2 separate regions of the Mus musculus genome follow, and region 1 is linked to region 2. The links are chromatin contacts, called in public HiChIP or PLAC-seq maps. All regions are on one chromosome and are shown on one strand. The core of a region is the stretch at or near the end of the contact, and the rest is flanking DNA. Distances in the headings are between cores, read along the strand shown. Region 1 overlaps Ptpn3 (protein tyrosine phosphatase, non-receptor type 3). Region 2 overlaps Ctnnal1 (catenin (cadherin associated protein), alpha-like 1).

Evidence for each region. HiChIP or PLAC-seq counts read pairs in DNA pulled down with a chosen protein or histone mark.
Region 1: an HNF4G HiChIP or PLAC-seq map of pancreatic cancer cells shows a contact between it and region 2. The contact joins two enhancer-like sites. A contact is called at or near these places in 2 of 115 datasets of contacts at active chromatin or transcription factors (embryonic stem cells and pancreatic cancer cells) and 1 of 9 other capture datasets (embryonic stem cells).

What each region holds. Positions count from the first base shown.
Region 1 is chr4:57,187,956-57,192,336 of GRCm38.p6, reverse strand. It overlaps Ptpn3 (protein tyrosine phosphatase, non-receptor type 3), which reads left to right. Exons shown (of 26, transcript NM_001384115.1): 26 at 1-1,491. Among named protein-coding and RNA genes, the nearest start is that of Gm12530, 18 kb to the right of the region's middle. Within about 2 kb of position 2,241, at least 9 of the 459 cell types and tissues checked have an H3K27ac peak or open chromatin away from gene starts, as enhancers often do. A contact at or near this core is called in pancreatic cancer cells, where this site is marked.
Region 2 is chr4:56,838,679-56,843,322 of GRCm38.p6, reverse strand. Ctnnal1 (catenin (cadherin associated protein), alpha-like 1) reads left to right here. Exons shown (of 19, transcript NM_018761.3): 4 at 1,643-1,762; 5 at 4,268-4,357. Among named protein-coding and RNA genes, the nearest start is that of Ctnnal1, 24 kb to the left of the region's middle. Within about 2 kb of position 2,837, at least 24 of the 459 cell types and tissues checked have an H3K27ac peak or open chromatin away from gene starts, as enhancers often do. A contact at or near this core is called in pancreatic cancer cells, where this site is marked.

The DNA of each region.
Region 1 (4,381 bases), core at 992-3,491, 350 kb before region 2:
CAAGCTGGGTTCTGAGAACGCTCTCAGTAAAGCCCCAAGAAGAGGAGGAGGAGAGAGTACTGGGTGCATTTCAGTGGCACTAGGCTGTTTAACAGACGACCGTTGTTTGATAGCAATGTTTATCACTGCCCTGTGTGCAAAGCACTTGCAGAATCTAAATGTCCTTGGAGACTGTTTTATTATTTTTCTGAAAACACGTTGAGTGTGGTCACGAAAATGCTGCTGTTACACTTATGTAATATTCTGTGAAGCTTGAAAAAGCTGCAGCTGGCCTCTCTCTGCCATTGTATGGGGCCAGCACTTCAGACACAGTGGTAGTTGCCAGAAACAGAGTCCGTGGGATCTTGAGAAGGACATGAAAATGACCCCAAAGAGTAGAGTGCCCAAGTGAACTGGGTCAATATTACCAATTTAAAAAACCAAAGTTCTGAGCTCTTGTTTTCCTGCATCTCCCATATCCACAGTTGCTTTTGAGAAGCTATGTTTCATCCTAAGAATTGCATCAGACTCAGGGTAAATATTTTGCCTGGGAAATTTGGCTGGTTGTGAATGGGGAAGATATTTATATCCTACATTCCAGCACCTTCCCAAAGAACAGATTAGACACCCCAGTGTACTTCCTTCATCCGGTGGGTTCCCTGCTGGTACCACTCTCCAGAATCCATACATGGTGTGTTGATTTTCCAGAGAGAACAATTAAGTGAAGTTTGTTGAGGGGTAGGGGGCAGGATGGATGGCTCTCAAACGTGTAGCGGTACTTTTAGTTTCCTCCCGGGGTCCCATGGGACTTAAATATGTTCTGATGCTTGTGTAGATTCTCTTATTGCTGTGTTCATGGTTGGCCCTCTCCCCCTCCCCTCTGCACGCCTTTATCCTTAAAAATTACCATTTGGGGGGGGTGCAGTAAATTGCCTCTTCATCCTCCCAAGGCAACAAAGAGGAGGCATCAGGGAAAAATGGGTGAGACTTAGTCCAGACCCCGGCTTTGCCCTCAGCCAGTTTGTTTATGTTGGAAAGCACTGGTGACTGGTGGGACTAGATGAACTCACAGTTAGATTTCAGGGAAACAAAATTTAACCTTAACCAAGTCTGAAGGGCTGACACAGAGAAACACCCGGTCTGTGACTTGTCCCCAAGGGGTTGGTTGTCTCAGTCCTTATCACTGTGGAATTACAAAGATAAATATTACCACCCTCCTGGTTCTTACCTGTCATCCTAGAGTAGACCTAGAAAAGACAGCCAAGTTCCTTGTGACCTCAGCCTGAGCAATCAAACCTCGAAGACTGATGATAGCTAACGTCGATTTCTTGATAGCTCTCGTACCACCGGAGCAACCACAGGATTGTGTGCTAAGCCATATTTTGTAAAGTTATCTTTAGTCGATCAGCAATATGTTTTCCTGTAAATTTGGAATGTTTTCTCATCCTGACTTGTTGTCGGAACTCTACTGAAAAACAACCTGATCAATATAAAAGCGTTCAAGCTATGCAACACTGTTCTTGTCTGTCAACATTTTTATTTGTGTGTCTGGTTTGTACCCCGCCTCCTATCAACTCGATGCTGTCCGCCCACCTCACCCTCCCTCTGGTTGATTTCTCGTGCAGTGTTTGGCCTTAGCACTCACTTTGGGGGACCAGTTTTAGATCAGAATTGGATTCTACTGTGAAGGCAGTAGTTTGCACAAAGCCCTATCCTTCATCCTACGCGGTTGCTGAGTGACTCAGTGATCAACAGGGTTCCAGGTCCTCAGAATGCAGCTCCTACCTTGACTTCCAGACACATTCAGGTGCTTGATAGCATAGCAGGAAGGGGAAGAGAAAAGCAAGACCTGTGTCCTTAGTCCCAGGGCCATATCTTATTCAAGGGGGTAGTTTTTATGCCAAGAAACCATATGCTGGGGCTAGGGAATGTAAGCTCCGTTGCTAGGGTGCTTGCAGAGCATGCGCGAAGCCCTGGGTCAGACCAGGAAGTCAAAACAGAAGGATCCGGAGGTCAGTGTCTCTACATTACAAGTTCAAGGGCAGCTGAGACTACCTGCCAGGAGGCCCTGGTGAGATGGCTCAGTGAGTACTGTACTGGCACTTGCTGTTGAGCCTGAGGCCTCAAGCCCAGACCAAATGTTAGAATCTCAATGCTCAGGAGGCAGGGGTAAACAAATCTATGAATTCAACGCCAACCTGGTCTACATGGTAAATTCAAAAAAAAGAAGAAGAAGGTGGGGGGTGGGGGAGGACAGTATGCATAACTAAATTTCACATGATCTCATTCTGAGAAAGAATTTGAGGAACAATGAGCCCTTTGGCCCCATGTAGTCTCTTCTTCTCATGAGAACAACATAAACTAAATGTCATCATGCCATATTGCTAAAAGAAAATTACTTAGTGATTTTTTTTTCAGGCTTCTTTTGATGTGTGTGGATTTCTTTTTCCAAGACACGGTTTCTCTGTGTACCAGTCCTGGCTGTCTTGGGACTTGCTTAATAGACTAGGTTGGCCTCAGATTCACAGAGATCCATGTACCTCTGCTTCTCGAGTGCTGGGATTAAAGGCGGTATGTGTGGATTTTAGTTGTTTGCTTTTTAGGCTCCGATGACTTAAAAGCTAATAAGTTCTCACATAATTTCTTTTTTTTTTTAAAGATTTATTATTTATTATATGTAAGTACACTGTAGCTGTCTTCAGACACTCCAGAAGAGGGAGTCAGATCTCGTTACGGATGGTTGTGAGCCACCATGTGGTTGCTGGGATTTGAACTCCGGACCTTCGGAAGAGCAGTCGGGTGCTCTTACCTGCTGAGCCATCTCACCAGCCCCTCACATAATTTCTAAGTAGCACTGAAGTAGACACAGGAAGCAGCCATCCACTATATGGGAGGGCAAGAGGGTAGCCTGGTCTGCCACTGTCCCACGACCTCACAGGAGCAGCTGAGCTCTCTCTGGCCGTGGCCAGTCCCTTGAATAGCACCTGACAGTCCAATTCTGCCCTCTGGAAAGATTCCTGTCCTTCTTCCATGGTCACACTCAAAAGTGAGACATCCAAAGAGTGGCCTTGGACCCACATAGCTCTTCTAGCTTGCCTACTCTTGAGGAAGACTTGGAGGTTCCTCCAACTACTTTCATAGTTCTGGGAGATAAGGCTTTGGAATTATTCATAGCCAAAGATCTGGTCTTGACTTCAACCCTGAGATGAAAGGTCCTTTATCTGTGCCTCTTCAATTTGAAGATGGTGGCCTCCTGAAAACTTGGATTGACAGGCTGCTCCCAGAGCTAGCTTGGGAGCTGCAAAAGTCACACATTTCGACTGGAAAGCCTTACTTGTTCCCTGGTCTGGTGTCTTCCCATTTCAAGGCCATTCCTATTGATTAGCTGCACTTGGGAGGGCAAAAGACTTTTCAGGGCTTGAAGATGTTAATCAGCTCCAAGTGCAGGCTACCAACTGCCAACTCCAGACAGAGCAGAGTATGAATCCTTCCTGTCTCTGACTGGCTTTCGTTCATCTCATTTCATAGGACCAACTGCCAACTCCAGACAGAGCAGAGTATGAATCCTTCCTGTCTCTGACTGGCTTTCGTTCATCTCATTTCATAGGACCTTAGGGAAAGTGACAAGGACCAACATTCACACTTCTGTCTCCTGCCACCACTGCCTCTGATGCTGTGGTCTTAGGTGGCCTATCTTCCACAGTAGTGCAGAAACCAATTTTGTCTTATGTGTACTTTTGCCGTTGCTGCCCCAGTGAGCCCATGAGGCTCCTGGCACATTGTAGATGTGATTTATAATGTAGTTTTACATATCCAATTCTGCATCCAAAAACCAAAGCAAAGGTGGCTGGAGTGATGTAGTTTATACTTCTTACAAACATGAGCAGCCTGGAGCCCACTAGTGATAGACAGTGGCTACTCTTCTGTCTGTATATAGCCTCCATCACATGGCCCTGTCACAGTTTTAAATGGCCCCGCTAGTGCCAACCATTATAGCCACATTCTGGCCAAAAGAAAATAGGAGGAAAGGGGGGCAGAGCATGGGCTTTCCTTTCTCTTTAAGCTGAGTCTGCACATTCTGCAGCAAGGGGTTAGGAATTCTGCATGATATTCTCGACAGCCAAAGTTCAGGGTTATTTTATTTCTATTTTTAATGGTGTGTCTGTGCCCGTGTGCTTTGGGACACGCAAGTGCAGTTACCCTTGAAGGCTAAAAAGAAAGTGTCAGGTAACTGGAATTAGAAATAGGAACCACCTAAGTATGGTGTTGGGAACCAAACTAGGGTCCTCTGAAAGAACAGCAAGTACTCTTAATGCTGAACCGTCTAGACAGCTGAGCTAGCCCTAAGATTCAGTTCTGCTTTATAGAGGATGGGGGAGTGATTATGTAGGCACAATTGATA
Region 2 (4,644 bases), core at 1,588-4,087:
TGAGATGGAGGCTGGCTCAGTGTGCAGTTGTTCTTATCTGTGGAAATTGCTTGCATTTCCTGAGCTGCCTGGGCAGGTTAGCAGGCCAAATGCCCTCCATAGCCTCATTAAAAATGAGCAAACACAGGATATCTGTGTTTTTCTAACCTATCTTGGTCTGACCAAAACTCAGCAGATTGTTTTTAGGAAAAAACAATCAAAGAATGTTTCACTGTTTTTCTTATGTGGAAGACACAGCCTCTGCTGATGTACTGTGTGTCAGTTTGTGTGTAGGTCTGTACTGTGTGTCTGTCTGTGTGTAGGTCTGTACTGTGTGTCAGTCTGTACTGTGTGTAGGTCTGTACTATGTGTCTGTCTGTGTGTAGGTCTGTACTGTGTGTCTGTCTGTGTGTAGGTCTGTACTGTGTGTAGGTCTGTACTGTGTGTCTGTCTGTGTGTAGGTCTGTACTGTGTGTAGGTCTGTGCTGTGTGTCTGTCTGTGTGTAGGTCTGTCTGTGTGTCTGTCTGTGTGTAGGTCTGTCTGTGTGTCGGTCTGCGCTCTGTTCCCCCCTCTCTGTCTGAAGCGTCTTGGCAGCTGCTTAGTCTGAACAGCAGCCCCTGACGGATGAGAACGGTTTTTCAACTGTGAATCCTAGCCCCACCCACTCCTCGATCTGTAGATCACCTCCCTTCCATTTTCTTCCACACTGGGGTTCTTACAGTTCTGGTTCAGCGACCTGTACAGTTTCTGGTTGGTTGGTTGGTTGGTTTGTTTTTGGTTTTTTGTTTTTTGTTTTTTTCTCTTCACTGCCTTCTTAGTTCTTATTACTACCTTTGTTAGCTCTCTGTTCCTATGACAAAATGCCTAAGGCTAGGTACTTTGTAAAGAAAGGAGATGGATTTAGTTTGCCTCAACTCTTCAGCTTCTGACTAGTCAGATAGATGAGCTCCAGGTTTAAGACCCTGCCTCAGAAAATAATGAAGAGACAGATTACTGAATATACCGAGAGTCAAGCTCTGTTCTCCACATATGTGTACACACGTGCCCTTGCACACACACTCGTTCCCAGGTATGACTATATGCATATGGACTTCGAATGAAAACCGTTCAAAGTCATCCTGCATTTCATAGGGAGGGTGTGGCCAGCCTGGATTAGGGACTGTGTGTCAAAAACCAAAACCAATAAACAAAACCCTAAATACACAGAGGAGGATCTCTGTCATGAAGCCCAGTGTGAAGAGGAAGGAGTGAGCAGAGCTGTTACTGCTCAGACGTGGCTCTGAGCCACAGTGTCCCCAGGTCCCAGCGCTGGGAGCTTGGGTCCCAGTGTATTCAAGAGAGAATTGGAGGAGTCTGTTAAAAGGCAGAAAGAAAGTCACTGAAGGATTCTCCTCAGAGGTGATTAGTACAGCCTTCCCAGAGTCTCTTAAGAGTCACTATTATTAAAAGGAAAATTGAACTTTCGGGTAGGGACCGGAGGGGGGTGGGGGGTGTAATCTCTACTCTTGAAAGACGAGGCAGGAGGATCATCATGAGTTCAGAACCAGACTAAGGGGCTGTGTAGAGAGTTCTGAGCCTCCCCTGTTTGTTGTCATTGTTTAACTCTGGAAGTCTCAGTCTCTTTCTTGTTTGTTGCCCAATAAAATACTTTCTGTTTTGCAGATTCTCGCAACCATGGAAAGGCTAGAGAAAGTAAACAGCTTTCAGGAATTTGTTCAGATATTCAGCCAGTTTGGAAACGAAATGGTGGAGTTTGCACATCTAACGGGAGACCGACAAAATGTACGTACTTATCACTTTGAGATGTCTTCACATACACTCAGACCTTTTACTTTGGGTAGAAATGTGATCTTTTTAATCAATGAACTGACTTCTTCATTCACTACATCCATGTCCTTGTTCCTAAGAACACATGGCATTGTTCCATTTGCATTGGTTATAATATGTTAGGTATTTAATATGCATGATTGATTTGAATATTCAATGCACCCCTGCATGTTGGGTGTTGCTATTGGTGGTTTTTAATGTAAGAAAACCAAACCTGGGGTGAATTTCTAAGGTCACTCTGCCATTGGACTGATTTCGGTTAAGCCTATCCCTGAAGCCTGTCAGTCTTCAACCATAACTTGATGTCTGTTTTTGGGGACCTACTCCCCAATTCAGACCAACACTTCTAAGTCTGAGGAGTGGACAACCACAGCATGTCTGGAATAGGGTTTTCCCAGCTGGGGTGTTTGCTTATGAATCCATCAGGTCTGACCTGTGGTACTGAGATGCCTCTGGGAGCTTTCCTGGTTGTAGCTACAGTTGGGAGATGGACATGGGCCTGGAAAATGTCAGGCTGGGGACTACTAATTGTCTCTAAAAAAGCTGAATATAGATGGCTGAGTGGGTAAGGGCGCTTGTCTGATTTGAATCCACAGGGTCCACATGGTGGAAGGAAATGACTGACGCCTGCAAGTTGCCCTTTGATCCCCACATGGGTGCTACGGCACTCATGTATACCCATGCCTGAGCAGACATGGATACACGTTTGACTTACACACATACTCACATGTGCAGTTGTGCACAAAATCAACAAAGAATTGTAATGCAAAGTTTTAAAAGCCACCTGTGTGGCACCTTGTCTGTGCTCTGTTCTGAAGCCATTGCTCTTTTACACTCGGCTTCATTTCCTTTTCATCCTCTCTCTTCGCCCCCTCCACTCTTCCCTATAAACATTATTAGTATAAAGTATTTTTATGACAGTTTATCATCTAACATTTCCTGGATCACTTGGGCGAGTGTGGTGTGACTCAGATTCCAAAGCCCATGTAGCTCATTTTGACTGTTTCCTGCTGGCCACATAACTGGTAAACTTCCACTGTTATTTTGATTTGTAGTTAGAAATCTGGTATGGAGCCAGCATGGTGGCTCACTACTGTAATCCTAGCTCTTGGGATTCTTCTTCTAATTCTTCTTCTTATTATTCCTCCTCCTCCTCATCTTCCTCCTCCTTGCTATGTAGACCAGGCTGGCCTTGAACTCACAAAGATCTGCCTGCCTCTGCCTCCCAAGTGGTTGGAAGATGTGGGCCACCACTGCCCTGCTCAACACTTAAGATTTTAAGATAGGAGGGTTGCTACCAGTTTAAAGTCAAACTAAGCAACTTCCAGGGTAGTCCGTGCTACATTGTAAGACCCTACCTCAAAGATCAAAAAAGAAAATAGAATTGGTCTGGAGAATATTGGTATAGGAATATTTATTTCTACCAAGGCTAGATCGAATCTTTTAAAACTTGTGGACTTTGGCTGGAGACTAGCCCTGGCTGGCCTGGAACTGACCGTGTAGACCAGGCTGTCTTCAAACTCCTAGAGATCCTTTTGCTTCTGCTTCCCCAGTGCCGGGATTGAAGGCATGCACCACCACACCGGCAGAAGTCCCTGTTAAATGTCACCTATCAGATAGAGGGCAGTAGGCAGTTTCCCACGGAGGGGTTTGCTAACTGCTTTGCCCGGGTCAAAGTCTTAGTGTTTGCATCAAGAGTTCAAGCCCTTTCTCTCTTTTCTTTTCTTTTCTTTTCTTTTCTTTTCTTTTCTTTTCTTTTCTTTTCTTTTCTTTCCTTTCCTTTCCTTTCCTTTCCTTTCCTTTCCTTTCCTTTTCCTTTTCCTTTCTTTCTTTCTTTCTTTCTTTCTTTCTTTTTTTTTTTTTTTTTTTTGGTTTTTTGAGACAGGGTTTCTCTGTATAGCCCTGGCTGTCCTGGAACTCACTTTGTAGACCAGGCTGGCCTCGATCTCAGAAATCAACCTGCCTCTGCCTCCTGAGTGCTGGGATTAAAGGCGTGCACCATCACTGCCTGGCTAAGCCCTTTCTTTCTTAATTTGGCCAGAATATGCTGAACATAGCCATCGCATTATCCAGCTTCTTTCCTCATACCCAGCAGATTCTCATAACTTAGTCACTGGACACTGGGGATTTAACAGTACATACAAAGCCTCTGTCCCCAGAACCTCTGTTTTAGAGGGTGTGGGAGGAGACAGACAGTAACACAGACACATGGACTGCAGGTCAGTGACCTCAGAGAGTGAAGCTGGGGGTGAAGAGTGTGACTGTCTTCACCAAAGCACAGACAGGTCAGGAACCATTCTCAGATCCTTTCTGAACGGTGTGACTGGTGTGACTGGTGTGACTGGTGCGACTGGTGTGACTGGGCCTTCTGAACATTATTATTGATGAGTGAATGGCTTTTCAAAAGATCAAGTTGCTTGCATGTTCTTAGACTACCCAGTGATGTGATTTCATCTCTAGGATTTGAAAGATGAGAAGAAAAAGGCCAGAATGGCTGTGGCGAGGGCTGTGCTTGAAAAGGGTACGATGATGCTCCTTACAGCCTCAAAGGTAAGAGCCTTTGGTGTCGCCCACATCAGTCAGTGGTAAGAAATGGTTGGGCAAACGCATCCAATGTGGGAGCTTTCCAGTTCTGTTTCATCTGTTCTTTTTCTTTTTCTGCTAAGCATGTACCCGACCAGAGAGCCTCACCCCAGCCCTCTTTGGTATTTTTGAAGAGATGAAAACAGTAACTTAAAGCCGGGCGTGGTGGCGCACGCCTTTAATCCCAGCACTCGGGAGGCAGAGGCAGGTGGATTTCTGAGTTCGAAGCCAGCCTGGTCTAAGCAGAAGAGAGT